Linked DNA regions of Ovis aries: region 1 is linked to region 2. A link is a contact called in public Hi-C data. All regions are on one chromosome and are shown on one strand. The core of a region is the stretch at or near the end of the contact, and the rest is flanking DNA. Distances in the headings are between cores, read along the strand shown. Region 1 overlaps MAP4 (microtubule associated protein 4). Region 2 has its middle 29 kb from the start of CDC25A.

Region 1 (4,141 bases), core at 1,104-3,603, 190 kb after region 2:
CAGAATCCTTGTTCTGCTGGAGGATGTTTATGGAAGATGGGATGAGGGCCTAAAGGTTGCTTGTGCCAAGAGTGTAGCTCTGGTGTACACAGCCAGGTGTTGCGCTGTGTGTTGATGGCCTTCCCCACTTCTGTGCTCTTCTTACGCGTACATCGCGCAAAACTTGCTACAGGTCTTGGTGGGGAGTTGAATAACTCAGTCTGGTGATGAAAGTATTTTCTGTGCCAACGTACCTGAGGGTGTGACACTTCCCATCATCAACACCGGCTTCCTGTGAGCACGGCAGCTTGCTTGGAGCGCATCAGAACATGGGGCCCAGGGCAGGGGTGGACTGTGATTTGAAACCCGTGGCACACGCTCATATTTATCCCTTCTTCCTGCCTCTTCTCCACGAATGGTGTCTTGATCTCTTCCTTGTATCTCAAGACTGTTTTGCAACCCCTCTCCTTCCAGCTTGGTCTGCCCTGGCAAATGGTCGTTTTCTTTCTAGGAGCAAGGGTGACCTGCTTCTGCATGGTGGCCTGGCCTGGATTCAAGTCCCCCTCAGCCTTCTTCCCTTCATAGCATTTGGGCTGTTATCCTCTTGGTTTGAAATTTGCCCTCCCTTTATCTCCATCCAGGCCAAAGTAGAGAAAAAAACAGAGGCAGCTGCTCCAGCTCGAAAGCCTGAACCTAACGCAGTCACTAAAGCAGCCGGCCCAATTGGCAATGCACAGAAACCGCCTACGGGGAAAGTGAGTTTTATTTAGACTTTTACCTCTTGAAGGTAAAAGACGGTCAACTGTTTCTTCCAGCCTGAGTCACTTTCCCTTCTTTTGCACCTTTTCCCTATCCCTAACTAGTTTCTACTCCTCCCCGTGTTCCCTCCTCTGTGTTTGATGACTCAGGCATCAGAAAATTTTCTCTAATAACCTTGAAAGTTAACAGAGCTGGGAGCCCATTAGCCCTTTAGGGGATATTTATTCAGGCGGATAAAATGGATGCAAAGACTTTCAGTCACGTCCTTCACACTGACCTTGATCTGAAACCTACCTGTTACGCCCATAGCATCCACCGTCTTCCTCAGTAAGACACAGCACTGGCAACCGTCCAGCACCAGGAACCCTGGAGTCCCGTGCTTCAATTTCAGCTGAAGGCCCCTCTCCACACCGCTGGGTGTGAAATTAGCTTCCCTGGTTCCCCCAGGACCTCTGAACTGAAAGTTAGCATCCTCATTCCCATTTCCCAGTAGAAAACACACTTGGCATAGGGATTGCAGCATTACGTGGACAGCAGAGGTGAGTAGAGGTGCTAGGTTCTTTCCCCTTGCCTCCACACCCTGGAGCCAGGACCCTCCTCTTGCCCTGGGAACCTTCTGCCCTTCTCTGTGGCAGATGGGTGGTCAGGGGCTGCCAGAGAAGCCTGAGTTCCAGCCCTGAGGGACCAGGATGGGAGGGTTCAGGCCAAGGACTCTATGTGGTTGGCAGGCGCGGAATGCTGTGCCATGGTTCCCGGGGCCTCCCAGAGGTCCTGAACAGGCCTCTGGTTCAGACCCGGTTCATTAGGAAAGTGGTTTTATCACTGATGTTGTTAAGAAGGCAAGAAACAGTTGGAGTATCTCAGGGTAGATTTCTCTACTTTGTGGAGAACTCTCCAGTTTAGGGGCTGCGTCACTTGGGATGGGCTCTAAGGAAGGAAAGGAAGGAAGCTGGCAACTGTTCCTTCTTGAGAAGCCTCAAAAAGAATTCTTTGTCCCACTTGGAGCCTGGGCCTTCATGTTGCTCTGTTCAAGTGGAGCGTTCGTGTACAGCAGTGGGCGTGCCCTCCAGTTGTGCCTCACTGCAGCCCTGCCCAGAACCTGGTCCCTTTGCACGTGAAACTCACAGGACACAGAAGGTTGGGCATCTGGAGGACCGTGGGAGAGGTTTTACCCTGGCATCGAAAAAGACCAGAGCTTAACTGCAATTGCAGCATCCTTTCTTCAGCCCTGAGAGAAACGGGCTCACCGTGGTCGTGTAGCAGTGGCTGTGGTGGTGCCCCCTGGTGCCCAGGGCTCTGCATCGCAGGTCCCGCAGCCTCTGCTGTCCTTCTTCCTGGCAGCATCAGATCTGAGTTGTGAGCCAGCTGCCCCAGGCTTCTCCGTGCAGCCTTTGCTTTCCCAGAGCAGGTCTTTCTGCAGCGATTCCAGACCCTAGATTTCAGGGAACTGCCGTCCTTGGGTGAGGATGGGTCCAGATGAGCAGGACTCTTGCGGAGAGGAGCCTCGGGGACAGAACAGATGCGGGTGGGCTGTGGTGGATGGGGATTGAGGCCACTGCTGTCTGGACCCTGTGGACAGCAGCTGGCCCCGGGAGTGGTGAGGATGTCCGTGTAGCACTCTGGCGACATCTGCTGTCTTTGTGTTGTTTGTTCGTGTTTTCACTCTTTCCTGCTCCTTCCCGCCCCCTGCCCTGCGCTTTTCCACAGCTGTTCCGCTGGAGGTAGGGCTTTAACAGCACCATCTGCCGCTCGTCATGGTCACGTGTGGACTCACTGCCTGCCCCACGTCGGTTCTAACCAGCCCTCTCCCTTTGTGTTGTTTTTTTTTTTTTTTTTTTTCTGTTCTCTAACACTCCAGGTCCAGATAGTCTCCAAAAAAGTGAGCTACAGCCATATTCAGTCCAAGTGTGGTTCCAAGGACAATATTAAGCATGTCCCTGGAGGTGGTAATGTAAGTATGCGCTCGGGGCCACTGGTGTCTGAGGCCAAGCCCCCCATGGGGCGCACTGGGGAGAGGGCCACCCCCTCACTGGTGGGTGAATGGATTCGGGGAGACCCTGATGCTCACATCAGTTCAGACTGGGTGTCCCTGGTGAGCCCCTGAGTGACAGCTCAGTGACACCCACTTGGCATCTTTTCGCCCCTGTGGGTGGGAGGCCTTGCTGTCAGAGACCTGTTCTGAGGGATGCGGTCAGCAGCTGGCCCGCCGTCTGTCTCAGGTCGGCCCCGGGGATGCATTGGTTCTGACCTGGAGACAGACATCAGGACTCCTCCAGAGCCCGTCCTGGAGCCCTTGCTGGTCTAGAGCAGGCAGTTCGTGGCCAGGCCCTCCCCGTCTCCTGGGCCTTCCCTTCATTTTCATGGGTCTGCTCTCTTTTTCCTGCTTCCTCTTTCTCCTCCTCTCTCTGCCGCCTCCTCCCTCTCTTCTTTCTGCTCTCCTTCCCTCACTGCTGCCCTTTTCTACCCCTTTCTCCTCCAGTTCCCTTTTATTTTCCTCTCCCTCCCTGTCCCATTCAGATATCCTGTCTGTCATGGTGCTGCTCTGTGCCACCCTTAGGGTCTGTGTTGGGGACACACGTATCTAGAGCTCAGAGGGCGCTCCTGGGAGGGACTGCGCTGGCCACCATTGCCGTCCAGCACGTGGAGAAGGCCCTGTGCGTTTTCCATGCCCCTGTGGCAGACCGCAGCGGGCGGGCTCTGCCCTCACGGCTGCTCCCCTTGCTTCGCTCCCGCTCCTGGAGGAGAGCTGCCTGTCCTGGTCTCCCTTGTTCATTCAGTTCCTTCTCCTTGCCGCTGTGACCTGAATTAAGTCCCACTCTGCTTACCCTCTTCATTGTTAGGCTCCATCCTCTGCCGTCTCAGTGGTCATGCCATCCTGCCCATGGGTTACAGAGGCCCCCGCCGCACAGTTCTGCTATGATGGTGCAAACATAGAGCACCTGTTTTTTCCCCCTACATGACTCCCCTGCTTCATGTCCTTCCTGGGCATCTCCCCACCGATGGCTGTTCCTGGCATGGTTTGGCACTCAGGTGGACGGTGCTGGGCTAACTTGGAAGTTGGCCAGACACTGGCCATGCTGGTGTGGGAAGATTGAGATAGGAAAGGTGTAAAGGCAGCACCTAGATAAGGTGATAAAGATCCAGCCTGTGAGGGGCCCAGTGGGCACCGGCTCTAGCTTTTCCTCTCAGGCTTTTGGCCTAGATGCAAAAACAGAATGTGAACAGTGAGGGAATTGGGTTGTTTGTGTGTGTGTATGTATGTGTGAAATAGAAATGTGTTAGTATATGTTGTGTGGTATATGTCAGAGCTCTGGAAATAGTCCTCATTTATCTCTCACCTACTATGGTCTTCCCACACTGCCTGCACATGACTTCAAACAGGATTATTTTGGCCAGGGAATGC
Region 2 (3,961 bases), core at 254-2,753:
GCAAGAATCCTGGAGTGGGTTGCCACGCCCTCCTCCAGGGGGCCTTCCCAACCCAGGGATCAAACCCGTGTCTCAGGTCTGCCTGCTCTGGCAGGTGGGTTCTTTACCACTAGCATCACCTTGGGCCTCCCTGGTGGCTCAGCTGGTAAAGAATCCGCCTGCAATGCAAGAGACCCCGGTTCAATTCCTGGGTCAGGAAGATCCCCTGGAGAAGGAAACAGCTACCCACTCCAGTATTCTGACCTGGAGAATTCCATGGACTATTCCATGGGGTAAGAGACCGACTGAGTGCCTTTCACAAAGGTCACTGGGAAGACCTTTGGCACTTAGAGCAAAAAATACAGGAGGAAAGGAAGTATGTGCACTGAGGAACTTTATAAAATTACTGACCTGTATCCCTCATAAATATCAGTGTCACACACAATAGAGGCTAACTTTTCAGATTAAGGAGACTCGAGACATGACAAGTAAATGAAATATGTGAACCTGAATTGAGTCTGGGACAAAACAGAAACAAAAAGTGCTAGACAGGACATTTTGGGGACAATTATCCAAGCTGAAATACACAGTATTAATTAGGTTAAAATATTGTCTCAATGTTACATTTTCTGAATTTTATAATTATATAAGGATATCCTTATTTTTAGGAAATGACACTGAAGGTTAAGGACTATGATGTAACCTACTTCCAGATGGTTTAATAAACTCTAACTAAGAGTGTGTGTGTGTGTGTGTGATGGAAACAAAGGATAAGAAAGCAAATGGGGCAAATGTTAAAAATAAATAACTCTCAGTAAGGAGGGTAGGGCTTCTCCTGCAGCTCAGTGGTACCTCCACAGTCGGTAAAGAATCTGCCTGCAATGCAGGAATCCGCCTGCAATGCAGGAGACCCGGGTTCGATTCCTGGGTCCGGAATATCCCCTGGCGAAGGAAATGTCAACACATTTCAGCATTCTTGCCTGGAAAATCCCAAGGACAGAGGAGCCTGATGGGCTACAGTCCATGGGGTCCCAAGAGTCGGACATGACTTAGAGACTTAATCACCACCAAAGCGGGTAAGGGACTTCTTTGTACTATTTTTGCGACTTTTCTCGAAGTATGATGTTATTTCGAAAGAAAATGTACGAGGAAACAGCAGTGCTGAGCACCGCCTACGTGGACAGGGCGGGTTAAGACAGTGGACTGTACAGATTCTGGGTGGTCAGGGGGTGAACGCGAGGGGATTGCCCCGGAGAAGTATCCACACTGGGGACAGCAACTTGTCCCAGATGTGCAAACGGCAGTTGAAAGGACTGGTGTAGGACAGAGGTCTCTGTGGCGGCGGAGACCCGAGAGAAGGGGAGCAGGAGGCGGGAGGGAGGTCAGCTCCAGCGGGGAGAGGGGGGGAGAGGGCGTGGGTCCGAAGGCCCAGTGCCCCCAAGGGAGGGCCACAGAGATGTAAACTCCGCCGCCTGGGGCCGGAATGTCGCTGAGACTTTGGTGAACAAAGGCTGCCCACATTGGGCGGGGGCGGAGGCGGAGGCGGGAACAGCTACTGGAGCTGGGTGATCTCGGGCAGTGACCTAGCGGCAGGGATGGGGGGTGGGGATTACCTTGGTGATTCTAAGACCTCAAGACTGTGGTCTTTCTAATTTCCATGTGATGACGCCTGGAAGTCGTGTAAGGCCCAGGGCTCCCTGTTTGCACACTCTGAGAACCAAGAGATCAGCTCTTCGGAGGCTAGCACCTTCCAGGGATGGACAAGGGGGTTCAGCAATTCTTGCGGCAAAGTCAAATCCCCCAGCCTGGCGCCTCCGCCCACATTTCCTTTGTTCTCTCCTTTCTCTGGGCTTGTAGGCGCGATCGCGGCAATAACCAGGCTACGCCACCAGGTGGCGACGGTGCCCCAAAGTTAACCTCCTCAAGCATCTGCCTTCCAGCCGCTCTTCCCGGAATCAGCGACTGGGAGGAGCTGCGGGTCTCCAGGAGCCCCCCACCGCTCCCTGGCTTCCAGCTGCATTCAAGACCGTCCTCTCTGCTCCAGTGCAGGCAAAGCTGTGGCTCCCTTTTCAGCCTGCAATTCCTAGTAGCCTAGTTTGAAAGTATGCTTCGTGTACCACAAAGCAGGGACACCAAAAGGGGAAACAAAAAGAGGATTCAGGTGGGTTATCAGTGTATACTTTTTCAATAAATACGTCAAAGTAGTCATGGAAGAACAACTGATCTTTGTTAGGTCTCTCTATACTTCATTGTAGTTTATTTTGGATGACACGGACCAGAATCCATCTCAGTCTTCAGTATCTAATCCCTTCCCTCTTGGGTGGTCCTGACCAAATGCTAGGCCCTAACCAAGAAATAAGAAGATCTATGTTTCAATCCTGGCTCTGCCCCTAACTAGCTGTGTGCCTTTCTGGACTTCAGAGGTCTATTTCCTTTCATTTGACCTAGACCTGCTAGGTCTAGAAAGATCTAGAAAGAACCAGACAGCTTGTGATTTCTCTCCTGAGACAGTGATCTCTCTCTTCTGTCTCTAGAAAGGGACCTGCTCTGGCTGCAGAAGAAGCATCTCCATCTTGGAGATGTGCATGGAGATGAAGGACTCCTCCCGTAATCATCTGGAGGGCAACAACCCCAAGAAGGAGGTGGGCCATGATTTCTGCTTCTCTTTTCACCATTTGAGAGCTCCGCTCTTCCTTGGCAGCCACAGTGTTCTGTCTAGCTCTCAGACAGCATCATCTGCACCTCCAGGATCTTCAAATTCAACAAAAGCCAAGCCAAGAGGGTCACACTTTGCAGTGGTCTATAATTAGCCAAAGTGAAAGTCACTCAGTCGTGTCTGACTCTTTGTGACCCCCATGGACTGTACAGTCCATGGAATTTTCCAGGCCAGAATACTGGAGCGGGTAGCCTTTCTTTCCCTTCTCCAGGGGATCTTCCCAACCCAGGGGTCGAAGCCAGGTCTTCCACATTGCAGGCGGATTCTTTACCAGCTGAGCCACAAGGGAAGCCCATAAGAGCCAGAAGCTTGTTCCAGTTCTGTCTTGTTACCACTGTTTCCAAGATTACCTGCATTAACTTGACAGTCCAATGGACCAGAATCGCGAAGTCTTTTGAGACCTTGGGTTAAAAATGGGGAGGTTCAAATCCACACACCCTAGGCTGGGTCTTCCTGGTCCCCTCCCGCCTGGCACCCCTGGATGCTCTCACACACTAGGCATCCATGAAATTGGCAGCAGGTCTTATCTAATAAAGAATGGGCTTGGACAGCACCCCCACCCCTCTGACCCAGGACTCCTCTCCCTTTCTTGTGACCCTGTTCTCACCTCTGCTGACATCCCTGAGGAATGCCCCTCTTTTCCAGAGAATTCATTTAGCCTTGTAAAAATGAACAATATAATTATTGAAATTTAAAACTCAATTGATGAGTTAAATTACAGATTAGACCCAGCTGAAGAGACAATGCACTGGAGAAATATTCCAGAAAATTCTTTAGAATGTAACAGTAAGACAGATGGTTATCGTGCTTATACTGATGAGGAGAGTAGGAAAGAGGTAGAAAGAGAGAAGAAACAGAATATAATGAAAAGGTCTCACTACAGCAAATTTGAGTCCCCAAAGGAAAGAACAGAGAAAATGGAAGAAAGTTACTTTTTAAAGGAAGAGTGCCTGATGAAAAACTTGAATCCACAAAATCAAGAAAACCCATGAATCCTAAACAGAGTAAATGAGAAGAAAGCCACAGCTGGGCACATAATGTGGGCAGAATACCAACGATGGAGGATCTTGGGCTCATTCTGGATTGAAAGCCAGAGCATTTAACACAGGGACAATTTAACAGCTGTTCACCAGCAACAATGGGAGACTTGAGACCAGAGGAGGCTGTCTACAAACGGTAGATGGTCAAGTTAGAATGTGTAACTGGAGAAACCGCCTTGCAAGAATGAGAGTGAAAGGAAGAGAATTACAGATAAACAAGAACAGC

What was found. Hi-C and Micro-C count contacts between places; a contact is called where the count stands out from the background.
Region 1: a Hi-C map of hypothalamus shows a contact between it and region 2, with 5 times the contacts expected there. The contact joins two enhancer-like sites. A contact is called at or near these places in 7 of 16 Hi-C or Micro-C datasets (blood, hypothalamus, liver and 3 more).

Annotation. Positions count from the first base shown.
Region 1 is chr19:51,911,623-51,915,763 of ARS-UI_Ramb_v3.0, forward strand. The region is part of intron 11 of MAP4 (microtubule associated protein 4); the gene reads left to right. Among named protein-coding and RNA genes, the nearest start is that of DHX30, 39 kb to the right of the region's middle. Within about 2 kb of position 2,354, at least 21 of the 54 cell types and tissues checked have an H3K27ac peak or open chromatin away from gene starts, as enhancers often do. A contact at or near this core is called in hypothalamus, where this site is marked.
Region 2 is chr19:51,725,713-51,729,673 of ARS-UI_Ramb_v3.0, forward strand. No RefSeq gene overlaps it. Among named protein-coding and RNA genes, the nearest start is that of CDC25A, 29 kb to the left of the region's middle. Within about 2 kb of position 1,504, at least 24 of the 54 cell types and tissues checked have an H3K27ac peak or open chromatin away from gene starts, as enhancers often do. A contact at or near this core is called in hypothalamus, where this site is marked.